Linked DNA regions of Sus scrofa: all the other regions are linked to region 3. Evidence: chromatin contacts called from public Hi-C and promoter capture Hi-C data. All regions are on one chromosome and are shown on one strand. The core of a region is the stretch at or near the end of the contact, and the rest is flanking DNA. Distances in the headings are between cores, read along the strand shown. Region 1 overlaps ARAP1 (arf-GAP with Rho-GAP domain, ANK repeat and PH domain-containing protein 1). Region 2 holds the start of FCHSD2 (F-BAR and double SH3 domains protein 2). Region 3 overlaps FCHSD2 (F-BAR and double SH3 domains protein 2).

Region 1 (4,546 bases), core at 1,290-3,789, 170 kb after region 3:
AGGCTGCAGAAAGTGATGGTCTTTCAGGCTTGGGGTGGGAGTTAGGGCTGGGCCTGAAATTGAGGTCAGGGATGTCCACTGTCCCTTAGTCTTTAATGTCCCTTGATCATTGATAAAACTAGTTTTACATTTTATTAGGTTGATGCTGAGGGTGCTGCCCTAGGGAGGTTGTTAAAACAGCCTGCCTCTCGCCTGGCCCACTGGGTACAGTTGTGTGTGTTGTGCACTGCCCAAGGGTACCTGGTTGGGGCAGGGAGAGCTGGGAGACAGCACTGAAACCCAACCTCCCCTCTTTGCTGAGCTTCGTGCCCTGTTGTGGGGCTCCTGATGTAAGAGCCGTTTCTTTCTTTTCTTTTCTTTCTTTATTTATTTAGTCTTTTTGCTTTTTCTTGGGCCACTCCCATGACATATGGAGGTTCCCAAGCTAGGGGTCTAATCGGAGCTGTAGCCTCCAGCCTTCGCCAGAGCCACAGCAACGTGGGATCTGAGCTGCATCTTCAACCTACACCACGGCTCACGCAATGCCGGATCCTTAACCCACTGAGCAAGGCCAGGGTTCGAACCTGCAGCCTTGTGGTTCCTAATCAGATTCGTTAACCACTGTGCCACAAAAGGAACTCCTCTTTTTTTTTAAATGGTCATATCCACAGCATATGGAAATTCCCAGGCCAGGGATTAAATCTGAGCCACAGCTGCAACCTAGGCCACAGCTGTGGCAACACCAGATCCTTTAACCCACTGTGCCACAGCAGGAACTCCAAGAGGCATTTTTTCTAATTTTCTCAGTGGCCCCAAACTGGTTGGTGGCAGCCCTGCTTTCCCCAGGAGACTGCGTGGGTGCACCCAGTGTGGGCTGGAGGAGGTCTGGGGCAGTGGGTATCTGACTTGAGCCCTGCAGGGGGACATGGCTGGAGGTGGGCCATGGGAGTCATTGGTATCTGTGAAACCGAGAATTCCAGGGTGCTGAGGGGGGTCCAGGCTAGAGCCTGGCTATGGGGCCAACACCAAGAGCCCCTGGGGACAGGCCCAGCAAAGCCTTGGGGCTGAGAACAGGAAGTGTCTGTCTTAGCAGCAGAGGTGTGAGCAGATGTGAGTAGCTTCTTGTACACACATGGTGATGTGTCACAGCTCTGCTTTGGGCAGGGAAACTGAGGCTCGGGATGTCACGTGACTTGACGAGGGCTTCAGGCCAGAAGTGATGGAGCCAGGACTGGACCTTGGACTTGCCTGGCATCCCGGGGGAATGAGTTCTGGCCTGGAGCCACTGGCGCCCAGCTCCCCACCAGATGGCTGAGGCAACCTTGTAAACACCCAAGCCCGGGAGTTCCCATTGTGGTGCAACAGAAACAAACCCAGCTAGTATCTGTGAGGATGTGGGTTCAATCCCTGGCCTTGCTCAGGGGGTTAGGGATCCAGCGTTGCCGTGAGTGTGGTGTAGGTTGCAGGTGTGGATCGGATCCCGCTTTGCTGTGGCTGTGACTGTGGTGTAGGCGGGCAGCTGTAGCTCCCTAGCCTGGCAACTTCCATGTGCCACAGGTGTAGCCCTAAAAAGACAAAAGAAACAAAAACAGACAAACAAAGAAACCCACCCAAGCCCTGGGGCCCTGACCCAGCCCTCACTGTCCTGAAGTCTGCTCCTTGTCAGCCCTCACCAGTCCTGGGACTCAGAGGAGAGGCCACATCCCAGTGGGATGGGGTGGAGGTCTGGAGCCTGGGTACGCGCCAGGGCAGAGCTCAGGGGCTGGGTTAGGGCAGGAGACCCCAGTGGGCCTCCCTCCATATGCCATGGCCACCAGTCCCCGAGAACCAGAAAAGGGGCTTCTTGGTCCAAGGGTTTGTCCGCTGCCTGGCGGGGCTGGAGGGAGCTGACCTCTGGCGGGGGGGCGGGGGGGTGCACTTCTGCACCCTCTGTGCTGGGAGCCCAGCCCACACCCAGTTCCTCATATCTAAGGGAAGTGTCCCCGAGCTGTGTTGATTGCGCCAACAGAGTCCTGAGAGAACCTCCAGCCGGGCGCCGGACCAGGGTGGCCCTGCCCGCAGGTATGACCTGGTGATGGGCGCCGAGGGGGCAGGGCTGGTGGGCAGCCCTACACAGTCAGGCTGTTGGCAGCGAGTGTGGGCCCGAGGCCGTGGGTGTGCTGGGGGCTGCTGGCTGGGTGGGGCGGGGGTTGCGTCCCTGGAGGCCGTGTGAGGGCGCGTTGGGGGTGCCGCCAGGGTGTGGTTAGGAGACCCGGCCTGGCTGAAGCTGGCCCGGAACTGCTCTTGGTTGCTGTGTGGGGCGCTCTGAGAGCTGGGCTGAGGTCTGGTCTCTGGGGTCCCCGGCCAGCCAGCCTGGGGTGGGCTGCTGCCCTGGGCCTGTCCTCCTCCCTCCTGCTCCCCCGCTGCTGGGCCCTCCCTTGAGCGCAGAGCCGGGCTCTGTGCAGAGGGGCTCCAGCTGCAGTGGGGGAAGGGGCCCGGCCGGCCGCGGGGACTCTCCAGAGGCAGCGAGGAAGGAGTTCGGACCTTCCGGGCTGCTCCTTCCAGGCCTGACTCATTCATGCAAATCAGATGCAGAGGTGGCTCACACCCACGTGGGCACCGGAGGGCCGATGCTGAGCTCACCTGGGTGTCACTCCTGTCCTTTCACATTCCCTGTTCCTGGCCCACGGAACTCGATCTCCAGGTCCTGTCCCATCCCCGGGGCTCACGTGCTCAGTTAGCTCCCTTTGCTTGGAAGTGTGACATCCTGCTCATCCTTCAAGGCCCAGCTCGCGAGAGTGTCCTCCGGAAGCCTCACTCCTCTGCCAGACAGACAGCCGCGTCCTCCGAGGGCCCTCTTGGCTCTAGCAAGTACCTGGCGAGTTCCTCCTGCTGCGCCCTCCTAGGAACAGGGTAAAGATCCCAGGCCTAGGGCTGCAGTGGGGACCACACAGGTGAAGGCGGAAGTCTGGCGGGGGCCGGGCCCCTGGTGGGTTTGTAGGAAATGTAGGGAGTGTGCCCAGCCTAAGCTAAAGCTCAGGCCACCTTCCTACTGGACCCGCAGAATTGGTGTCCCTGGTCATTCGTGGGCAGGGGTGGTGTGACAGAGAGCCTGGGCTGGGACAGGGAGGGGTGATGAGATTTAAACTGCCCTTCGGGGTCGGAATGGTAAAGGACAGCAAGGTGAAAGCTTTGCTCCAGCAAGAGGGACTCAGGTCAGACCTGAAGAAGGACTGGCTGGCAAGGACTAGAGATTGCTTACGCCTGGACTGAGTGCCCTTGGGAGCCCAGTCCAGTCCGGTCCTAGGCCCTGCTATGGAGGGCAGCAGGGGGACAAGAAGGGGTACAGACACTCGGGATACACCAGGCCAGTTTGGAGGTTGGATGGAGATGGACCCCAAGAATGGGACAACCTAGAACAACCAGGATCAGAAGAGAAGCAGCGCTGAGCATGGCTTCGCCTTGGAGGCCTAGGAACCGGAGGGGGTGGCAGTCAGTGAGGACTTTCTGGAGGAGGCTGCTGGGAATCAGACTTTCTGAAGGCGGGAGGATGTGGGTCACTTATTCATTGTCAGGAGGCAGTTTGGGGACTGTCATGTGTCCAGCTGGTACCTGGTGTGAACAGTGACCAGAGCTTGGGGCATGTCCCGACGCTTGGGCAAGTCACTTCCTCCCTGCGGGCTGGTTTCTTCATGTGCAAACGGCACGGCTGGAGCAGGCCAAAGGATGGGCCGAGGAGCTGGACCTGGGGACGCTGGAGACCGTGGAAGGGCTTTGAACCAGGGTCGGGCCCATGGCTGGCCCAGCAGAGCCACGCCGGAGTGAGACAGGAGAGGCAGGGCAGCCGGTGGAAGCCCCAGCTGAGCCTTTGCCGTAGCGGGGCGGGGAACCTCCAACTTGTGGCCTTGTGGCCGTTCTGTCGCAACAGGGTGACACTCTCCTCTGCTGGTCCCTGCTTCCCTGGGGGCGAAGGCTCAGTGATGTGTCATAGCAGCCAAAGGGCTGAAGCCTCCAAACGGGGCTTGGGAAGGAGCAAGCGGGGGAGGCACTGGCTTATACAGACTTAATCAGACTCGGAGGGGCACAGAGGGCGACCACAAGCTTAGTCATCGAGGGAAAGAATATTTTTAGGATTTTTTTTTTCTTTTTCTTTTTTCTTTTTACAGCTGCATCTATGGCATATGGAAGTTCCCAGGCTAGGGGTCGAACTGAAACTGCAGCTGCCAGCCACGGCCACAGCCATGGCCACATCTGCCACCTACACCACAGCTCACAGCAATGCCGGATCCTTAACCCACTGAGGGAGGCCAGGGATTGAACCCACATCCTGTGGACACTGTGTTGGGTTCTTAACCCACTGAGCCACATTGGGTACTTCAGGAAATATTTTTTTAACTCAAAATTAATGAAAAAAAATCCAAGATAAACAAACTATCAAGAATTGAGGAGTTCCCATCCTGGCTCACTGGTTAATGAACCCGACTTGTATTCATGAGGGCATGGGTTCGATCCCTGGCCTTGCTCAGTGGGTTAAGGATCCAGCACTGCCATGAGCTGTGGTGTAGGTCGCAGACGAGGCTCGGATTCT
Region 2 (4,779 bases), core at 880-3,379, 170 kb before region 3:
GCAGGATCTGAGCCACGTCTGCGACCCACACCACAGCTCATGCCAACACCAGATCCTTAACCCACTGAGTGAGGCCAGGGAACGAACCCACATCCGCATGGATACTATTCGGGTTCATTACCGCTGAGCCACAGGACCTTCAGAGCCTCCGTCTAATGAGGCTGGATGAGACGGTGTCCAAATGCCATGACCTGATGGCCTGGAGAACATACCTGTCTCCTTCGCTCCACGGTGTGTGGGGAGAGGGCATATCTAGCTGGTACCACCAGACCCCCAGCTTCTACCCTTCCCTCTGTATCTCTAATATCCTACCTTTGGCCCCAGTCCCCTGAACCAGCCCTTCTAGCGGGGCCACTTCTGACTCTGCAGCTGGGTGCCCAGGAGTGAACACACCCACCTCATCCCCCATGTACTCTCCGTGTGACCTTGGGTGAGGCATTGACCTCTTCTGGGTCTCAGTTTTATCATCTCTATAGTGGGGATCATCAGGCCTACCTTAGAAGAATGTGCGGAGACTTGGAAGCGGTTCCCCATGGCAGATTGGAGGGCACGCATCTACAGGAAGTCTTCCTTGACCTCCTGGGACGGCTCAGGTGCCTTCGCCGGCTCTCCAGGTCTGCCCTTCCCTCCCTCATGCCCCCTCCGCACTGTGGGGTCATCGGCTCCCCATGAGCCCATCCCCCACCAGGCTAGGCCGCCCCCCCCCAAGGCCAGAAGGCCCCAGGGCCCAGTGCAGGGTCCTCCAAGGTGAAGGGCATGAGAAGCTCATTGGCCAACAAGGGAGTGAACCAAGCCTGGGAAAACACAAAAGGTTGTGCAGAAGTCGGGGAGCCTGACGTCGGCGGGGCCTCCTTGACCGCGGGCACCGGGTGGGAATAGAGCGAGCTCCTTGGAGCCCTCCTCTCACTTCTCTATTGGTGAATTCATCCTTGAAGGTCCCTGGGAAGCATGTGTTTCCCCGAGACAGCTGGTCACCTGCGCACAGGACACGCCACGTGGGCCGGGGGCAGGGAGGGGCTGGGGGAGGGGAAGGGGAGGTCCCTGCCGAAGATGCTTTATGCGGATGCTATATGCGGATGCTATCGCGGTGCCTCTCTCCTCACCCCCTGGTGAGTTTCCTGAAGGCGAGACCCCGTTGGCGCTCATATACCCAGCACCGGCTCTGGTGTGAATTCAAAACAGGTTGGGGAGAGGAAAAAAATAGATGGAAGCAGTGATTTCGGAATCCGACTTGGGGTTGAATTGCCTCCCCTTTCATGGCCCTCTCAGCCTTGGAGAATATTAAGTTACCAAGCTGTCGTCTTCCTACCAGAGGCAGCCTTCAGGCACATGTAGGCTTAGTGTGAGCTGGTGAGGCCTGATAAAGAACCGTGAGGATATATTCTCGACCCTGTTTTTGCGTCTGGATCTTCCTCTCTTTGGAGGGAAGGCCACAGAAACCGCACCCTAGGCATTAGAGGACCCTGGATATCCCAAAGATGTTCCTCAAACACTTGATCTGGGCCTATTTACTCACATTTTACACACTAGTTTTACACCTTTGGCGATCTGATTGCAGACGGCGTAGAGGTTAATTGGGGATGTGAGGATGCTGCCGCTGCAGGCAGGCAGGCAGGCAGGCAGCAGGCAATCACCAAGGCAGCAGAGAGGAACAGTACCTGATGAGACAACGGAAGACAACAATACGCAGGCAAAAGCACTTAAAAGCAACACAGATGGGACCATTTAGTTCAGGTCAGCCCTCCCTTAAAAATAAAAGCCCCTGGGTACATGGCTGCTTCCGCTCTGGGAAAGTCCTTTTCTGGACCTCGGGCTCCCCATCTGTGAAAGGAACAGGCTCCATCAAGGGCTCTGAGGGGTTATGAGTCTGCAGGAGTTTCTTCATATGAAACCTTTCGCTCTATAGCTGGACAGGTCAAATGAGGTCAAGACTCCAACCTCCGAGTGTTTTGGGTAATCAGGCTTTCCCGCCGCAAACCCCCAAGGGGGGAGACCGTGCTTAGGGGGAGTCCACCTCCCAAGCGGTCTGAGCTTGGCTTCCAAGAAGAAACAAAACTCCCCAGGAGCTGGCACAGAGCCTGCGGCCACGGTCGGCTTGCTGCCTACGGAAGGGGTGAAAAGGAAGCCTGGCTCTGAGCGAGACGGAAGTGCTTGAAGGCTGACAGTTGCTCTCGGTGCTCTGCAGCCAGGAGGGAAGTAAAACTGTCTGGGCATCTGGCAGCTTCCACCCTGAAAGCCCATGGGACAGCAACAGGTGAGGCCTGGTGTAGGCCTGCTCTCTGGTCCAGAGCCCTGGCCCACGCGGGCCAGGGCGCAGGGAGGGGCCGGGGCAGGGGAAGGGGAGGCCCCTGCAGAAGAGGGAGCTTATTCACAGCCTAGTGGGAGATAACTACAGTTCATCACGATTATTGATGTGCATGTGGGTGCTGAAAAACTGTCAACAGAGAGCATCTAATCCAGCCTGGGGCTCAGAGGAAGTTCCAGTGACTTGCCCAAGGTCACATAGCTAAGAAGCGGTCCAGCAGGGGCCAGAGACTGAAACGGAAGTGGGGGTTCAAAAAAAGACACAACACCATCGAAGCCTAGTGGGCTTGGGCTTAGTGTTGTCATCAAGGTCTGAACAAGGCTATGGAGACCCCGAGGCAGGGGGATTCATTCTGAAAGGTTTTCCAGAAGCTGGAGTTTTGAGCTGGGGTTTGAAGGATGAATATGAGTCTATCAGGCAGAGAAGGGGGCAAAGGCAGGTTCAGAAGGGCGAAGATGCTGGAAGAACCCGACAAGTTCCAACACAGCGCGTGTGTGTGTTCTTTGGGGAACAAATACACTGAAGAGACGCGGCTGGGTGGGCCGGCAGGAGCTGGGCAGAGAAAGGCCTAGAATGTCACATTAAGAAGCCTGTGCTCTGTGGGCAGGGCAGAGGGAGCCATAGAAGGGTCTCGAGCAAAGGAGCGCCTGGGTCAAAACAGCGAGTCAAATGGCTTGGCCAAGCTGTTCAGGAGGGCAGAGCACAGGGCGGAGCTGGGCAGGGGGAGAGGCGGGAATCATGGCACAGAGGCAGTAACAAGATTGCAAGACTGAAGGTACCTAGGTCAGGGTCGGGCCCAACCCCTGTTGAGAAATTGAAACTTTTTTTTTTTTTTTGAGAAATTGAAACTTTGTTAGGAGCCCACAGAGGTGTAGAGGAAATGAGAACAGAAAACGGGGCCTTGCCAGGGCTGCGGTCTGGGCAGGTGCCGTCAGGGAGGAAGTGAAAGGGTTGGGGTGACAGCTCAGTCCAGAGGGAGGTGGGAGAGCTTGTGTGGAACGTGGGAGGCCTGGCCTCGGGTGGGAGCCCTGTGCCAGGCTAGTGCGGCCTTGGGCGCCGTGTCCCCGGAGGCCAAGAGGCCCTTGCCATGGACCTCTGTGTGGCCCACCAAGCCCCTGCCCCTCAGGGATCCCGCTTCCTCTGCCAAGCCTTTGCTCAGCTCTCTCCTGAGATGAGCCTCTCCTCCCTCTCCTCCCTGCCTTTCCAGGACCCTAGGATTCCGGACCAGGCCCTGCCTGGCCTCTAGCGAGCCTTCTCTGGGCAAAGCAGGTTCCTGACTTCCCACAGCCCTGCCGCCTTCCCTGCCTGCGCGGTGCCATGGCCGTGCCCTGTCTCGAGGCACGTCTTATTTGGTGGTCTTGGTTCAGCCCTCCCGTCCCTGTTACCTGGCTGCAGGTGGCCCTGTCTCCTCTGACTCTGCCCACAGAAGTGCTTTTAGGTGTGACAGTTACGTCAGAAGCAGACCCTGGGGCCCTCAAAGAAGCCAAGTGGCACCCATCTGCCTAGAGCAGGTGCATGGGAGACTCTTCACGGGCCAGGCTGGTTGAGTCTTTGGTCTCAACCTGAGAAAGCCAAACAGGCACATCTAGGTGAAGAGTCCTCTATATATTTTTTGTATTCAATTTTTTTACATTGAAGTATAATTGATGTACAATGTTTTGAATTTTTTGGTTTTTTTTTTTGCTTTTTAGGGCCACACCTGCAGCATATGGACGTTCCCAGGCCAGGGGTTGAAACTGGGCTGCCGCTGCCGGCCTCCACGACAGCTACAGCACCATGGGATCCGAGCCACATCTGCATCTTACACCACAGCTCATGGTAGTGCCGGATATTAAACTCACCAAGTGAGGCCAGGGATTGAATCTTCATCCTCATGGCTACTAGTCAGGTTCATTACCACTGAGCCACAATGGGAACTCTGAGGTACAATTTTATGTATTGCATGTGTACGATATGATGATTCGCAATTTTTAAAGGATATATATATATATATTTTTTTTTTTTCCCCTTGCCTATGGCATGCGGAAGTTCCCGAGTCAGGGAATGGACTCATGCCACAGCTGTAACCAGAACCACAGGAGTGACAATGCCAGATCCTTAACCTGCTGAGCTGCCAGGGAACTCCTCCACTTATGCTTATTATAGAATGCTGGCCATACCCCGTGTTGTACAATATATCTTTATAGCTTGTTTTACACATCAGGGTTTGAGTCTTTTCCCTCCATGTCCCTATATTGCTCCTCCATCTCCCTCTCCTGCTGGGAACTGCCGGTTTCTTCTCTATATCAGTGAGTCTGGTTTTTTCTGTTCTTGTTGTTATATTTACTAGTTTGTTGTATTTTTTTTTTTTAAGATTCCATGTATAAGTGATATCCTATTTTTCTTTCTCGGATTTATCTCACTTAGCATCATGCTGGAGGTCCTGCAGTCAGGAGGCCAGCAGGAAGCATTGAAGAGACTAGTGAGGGGAGTCT
Region 3 (4,837 bases), core at 418-2,917:
ATTTCTTTCAGTTAGCAAAAAAACATGTACTAGTGCAAGTGTTTTTGGAAAAGTGAAGCAGCATAAAGCAAACTTTCAAAAAGTAGTGGATAACTGTATTTTTGGGGGGGTTCTTTTATCCTTTGGTTAATGCTTCTCATTTTCTTCCTAATGGTGTAGAACATCATTTTTCCCATTTTAGAGTTTTTGTTGCTCTCTTGGATGTTTTTTGTTTACATTCCTTACTTATTTGTTCATAATGCGTATAAACGGTACTGTCCATTATATTAATCTAGTGACAGTTTCTAAACAGCTTTACTAAGATAATTTTCATGCCATAAAATTCATCCATTATAAGTATACAATTCATTTATTCTCAGAAAATTTATAAAATTCACAATTTCATTTTAGAAAATTTCTATCACTTCTGAAAGTTCCTTCATATACCTATTAGTAGCTAATGCCAGCTCACACTCACAGCCCCAGACAACCACCAGTCTGCTTTTCTGTCTCTATAGATTGCTTTTTCTGGACATTTTACATAAATGGAATCATACAATGCGTAGTTTTTTATGTCTGGCTTCTTTCACTTAGCATGTTTTTGAGATTGCTGATAAATTGATCAACATTGTAACATTTATCAGCAGTTCATTTTTAAAAATTTTTGATAATTCTCCACTATGTGGAAACGCCACATTTTTGTTTATCAACTCACCAGTTGTTAGACTTTTGGATTTTTTCTAGGTTTTTTACTATTTTTAGCAATTTAGCTGTGAATATTCATATACAAGTCTTTATGTGAACAAATGCTTTTCTTTCTCATGCATAGATTCTTAGCTGTGGAGATTCCTTACTTGTTGAGTCCCTGCCATATTTTCCTTTTAATTCTTTGAACATTTTTATAAAACTTGCTTTAAGGTCTGTGTCTACAAAATCAAATATCTTGACCCACTCAGGCAATTTTTATTACCTCCTTTTTTTCTCTGAGTGTGGATTAACATTTTAATGTTTCTTTGCATGTCTCAACTTTCTGTTAAAACTAGGCATTTGAGATTATAATTGTGGAGTATCTGGATTTTTTTTTTTGCCCCTCTGGGGGTTTGTTTTTGTTCCTGTTTTTGTCAAGTTGGTTGGTTGGTTGGGTCTTTGCTTGCCCAGACTAATTCTGCAGAATCTGTCTGTTCTGCAGAATGCTGCCACTGAGATCTCTGCTCGGTTTCTTTTTTTATTCTTATTTTTATGCTTGGATTTCTGTGATTCATCCCTGTGTCTGCATAGCTTGGCAATCAGTCTGTGATTGGTCAGAAATTGTGCTGAAACATCTCAAATCAGTAAGACTTTCACCCTTTGGCTGGATCTGTGGTCCTTGGGGAGTAAGTTCAGAGTTCAGGCCAACTTACCTTGCTTGTGCCCTCTAAGGTCTCATCTGCATGTGTAAAGAGCCTCCCTGTCAGCCAGGGATTCATGGAGAGTTTATGGCTCTTTGATTTCCAGGACTTTGTGTTAAATTTTTGGCTAATCTGCTGATCAGGGGCTCATCCCAACGGGGACCTCAGTCTCAGGATTAGCAGAGCTGTTGTCTTTCCTGATGCACTGGACATGAGTTTTTTAAACCTCTGCTCCATATTAGGTTAGTCTCCCTGGCATTGAACTTGCTGGTTTTCACCACCAGCCTTTCCTTGGTAACACTATTACCTAACTGAACAGAGCTGGGAACGGCCCCAGGCAAGAATGCCACTCTTCTTACCCAGAGGTCAGCAGTTTTTCAATTTATTGTTTGCTTTTGTTTGATTCCCAGAGCTGTAATAGCTATAAACACATACATTAAAAAAGAAGAAAGATCTCGAATGTCTAACTAAACCTTCCGTCTTAGAAACTAGGAAATAGAAAAATAAGAGGAAACTAAACCCAAAGCAGAAGAGAAGGAAGGAAATAATAAACAGAGCAGAGATAAATGAAGTCAGAAATAGAAAAACAATAGTGAGAATCAGAAAAAAAGAGAAGTTGATTTCTTGGAAAGGTCAACAAAATTGACAGGCTTTTAGGTAGACTGACTCTATTCATTTCCTAGGACTGCTGTAACAAATTACCACAAATATGGTGGCTTAAAATGATAAAAATTTACTCTCTCACAACTCTGAAAGCCAAGAGTCTAAAATCAAGGTGTTAGCAGGGTTAGTTCCTTCTGGAGGTTCTGAGGGAGAATCCATTCTGTCTATTAACCAAGGAGGTATAGGATTTGTACACTGAAGAGTACACAATTTTGTTGAAGAAATTAGAGACCAAAATAATTGGAAAGACGTCCCATGTTCATGAATTAGAAGGCTTAGTATTGTTTAGATAGTAGTACTGCCCAAATTGTCCTGCAGGTTCAGTGCAGCCTCTCTCAGATTTCCAACTGCATGTTATGTAGAAATTGGGAAGTTAATCCTGAAATTTTTGGGGTGTTGTAAGAGCTCTTTAACAGTTAAAATAATCTTGAGAAAGAACAACAAAGTTACAGGACTCACTTTCTGTTTTCAGAATTTACTCTAAAATCAAAGTGGTGTGGTACTGACGTTAAGTATAGACACACAGATGAGTGGAGTAGAATCGAGAGTCCAGAAATATGCCCATATGTACACGGTCAGTTCATTTTCTACAGTAGTCTTTGCAACAAATGGTACTGGGACACCTGTATATACACAGACAGAAGGAAGACATTGGAGCCTTACTTTTCACCATGTACAAAAATTAACTCAAAATGGATCGAAGACCTAAATGTAAGAACTAAAAACTACAACCCTTAGAAGGAAGCATGAGGACAGATCTTCATGACCTTGGATTTGGCAGTGGATTCCGAAGTGGATGGGACACCAAAAGCACAAACAACAAAATGGAAAATAAATTAGGGGGAATTCCTATTGTGGTGCAGTAGAAACAAACCCAAGTAATATCCATGAAGATGCGGCTTTGATCCCTGGCCTTGCTCAGTGGTTTGGGGATCCAGTGTTGCTGTGAGCTGAGGGTAGGTCACAGACACAGCTCAGATCCCTTGTTTCTGTGGCTGTGGTGTAGGCCATGTAGGCGGCAGCTGTAGTTCTGATCTGACCCCTAACCTGGGAACTTCTATATGCTGTGGGTGCCATCCTAAAAAGCAAAAAAAAAAAAAAAAGAAGTTAGAATTCATCAAAATTAAAACCTTTGTGCATCAAAGGACTCTGTCAAGAAAGCAAGAAGACAATTTATAGAACTGGAGCAAATACTTATAACTAATATATCTGATAGAATTTAAGTATCAAAAATGTATAACAAACTGTTGCAGCTCAATAACAAAAGGCAAACAGCCCAGTTAGAAAGCGAGAAGATAATTTGAATGGACGTTTCCACAGATATATACGAATGGCCAATAAGCACATGAAAATATGTTCAGAATCATTAGGCATTAAGGAAATGCTAATGAAAATCACAAGATACCACTTCGTACCTACTAGGATGGCTATGATAAAAGTAAAATGAATGGGAGTTGCCTGGTGGCTCAGCTGGTTAAAGATCTGGTGTTGTCAACTTCCACATGCTATGGGCGCAGCTAGGTAAACAACTCCAGCTCGACTCTGAAGCAGTAAACCAACATCACTCTTGATTTCATTTCGGCATATCCCTCTAATTTTTTCTATGCATATATTGCATATACATCAAAATTGGTGTCATTTTGTTTTCACAAGGACTTTTTTCACATGAAATACATTTTGAAATATTTCTAACTTTAAATATTACCTGAAAATGTGATTTTAATGACCATGTAGTATTTGATTATATTAATATGCCATAGATTTTCTTGCCCCTTTTCGTCTATTTTTATAAATCTGTAGTGAAGATTCTTTTATACAAATCTTTGTGTACCTCTTTGATAATTTCCCTGAGGTAACTTTTTAAAAATACATTCCCTGATCAAAAACAAAGATTTGTTAACATTTTCCATATAGACTGATTACCTTTCAGAAATATTATATTAATTTAAATTCCTAAAAACAGGGTGCAAAAGTACCTATTTCCTGAATGCTTATCAAAACTGTGTTTTAAAATTAAATAACTATACCTATAATTGCGACAGTTTGAATAAATGTAATATTCTTGATATTATTTTAATTTTTGGCTTACTGATAAGTTGAACATTTTCATTTTGTACTATTACAACTCTTCTGAACAGTTAAAAGTTGAAGAAGAGATGGGTCATTAAAAGGACAGGATAGAAGTTCCCGACATGGCGCAGTGGAAACGAATCCGATTAGGAACCGTGAGGTTGCGGGTTTGATCCCTGGCCTCACTCAGTGGGTTAAGGATCCGGCATTGCCGTGAGCTGTGGTGTAGATCACAGACGCGGCTGGGATCCTGCATGGCTGTGGCTGTGGTGTCGGCCAGTGGATACAGCTCCGATTGGACCCCTAGCCTGGGAACCTCTATACGCCGCAGGTGGAGCCCTAAAAAGACAAATAAAATAAAAGGACAGGATAGTTAATGCTAAAGATAGTGATGAGACATTAATAGAGTTGAAACCCTCCACATTTTATACCAAGCAGATTGCCATCGGGAGCTCTTAGCAGAGGAGACTGAGGCCGCAGTCCACAGACGCTGTTGAAGAAGCTCCCTGGAACTTTCCTTCTTGCTTGTGGCAAGAGTCATTCACTGTCTTCATAGATTTCCTCTAAACCAGGTAGTTTTCTCTAAGATAACAAAATCTCACAGAGAGAAACTGAAATGTTTTTACCAAACAGGCAGCATTTAAAATCTGAATAAACCTCTATAACTCTTTAAAGAAAGCCAAGTTATACTTGTAGGTACCACTAAACTTTAGAATAACAAAGTAGAAACTTATTTT

What was found. Promoter capture Hi-C pulls out the DNA fragments that hold promoters and counts their contacts. Hi-C and Micro-C count contacts between places; a contact is called where the count stands out from the background.
Region 1: a Hi-C map of retroperitoneal adipose tissue shows a contact between it and region 3, with 1.8 times the contacts expected there. The contact joins two enhancer-like sites. A contact is called at or near these places in 2 of 47 Hi-C or Micro-C datasets (retroperitoneal adipose tissue and subcutaneous adipose tissue) and 1 of 2 datasets of contacts at active chromatin or transcription factors (alveolar macrophages).
Region 2: a promoter capture Hi-C map of liver shows a contact between it and region 3, with 6 times the contacts expected there. The contact joins the promoter of FCHSD2 here to the enhancer-like site in region 3. A contact is called at or near these places in 4 of 5 promoter capture datasets (fetal liver, fetal skeletal muscle and liver), 20 of 47 Hi-C or Micro-C datasets (alveolar macrophages, blood, embryonic fibroblasts and 9 more) and 2 of 2 datasets of contacts at active chromatin or transcription factors (alveolar macrophages and skeletal muscle).

Annotation. Positions count from the first base shown.
Region 1 is chr9:7,285,419-7,289,964 of Sscrofa11.1, reverse strand. The region is part of intron 1 of ARAP1 (arf-GAP with Rho-GAP domain, ANK repeat and PH domain-containing protein 1); the gene reads left to right. Among named protein-coding and RNA genes, the nearest start is that of ARAP1, 13 kb to the left of the region's middle. Within about 2 kb of position 2,539, at least 18 of the 83 cell types and tissues checked have an H3K27ac peak or open chromatin away from gene starts, as enhancers often do. A contact at or near this core is called in retroperitoneal adipose tissue, where this site is marked.
Region 2 is chr9:7,617,310-7,622,088 of Sscrofa11.1, reverse strand. It overlaps FCHSD2 (F-BAR and double SH3 domains protein 2), which reads left to right and starts at 2,129. Exons shown (of 20, transcript XM_021102293.1): 1 at 2,129-2,254. The coding sequence starts at 2,240.
Region 3 is chr9:7,450,526-7,455,362 of Sscrofa11.1, reverse strand. All of the region lies in intron 8 of FCHSD2 (F-BAR and double SH3 domains protein 2), which reads left to right. Among named protein-coding and RNA genes, the nearest start is that of ATG16L2, 110 kb to the right of the region's middle. Within about 2 kb of position 1,667, at least 6 of the 83 cell types and tissues checked have an H3K27ac peak or open chromatin away from gene starts, as enhancers often do. A contact at or near this core is called in liver and retroperitoneal adipose tissue, where this site is marked.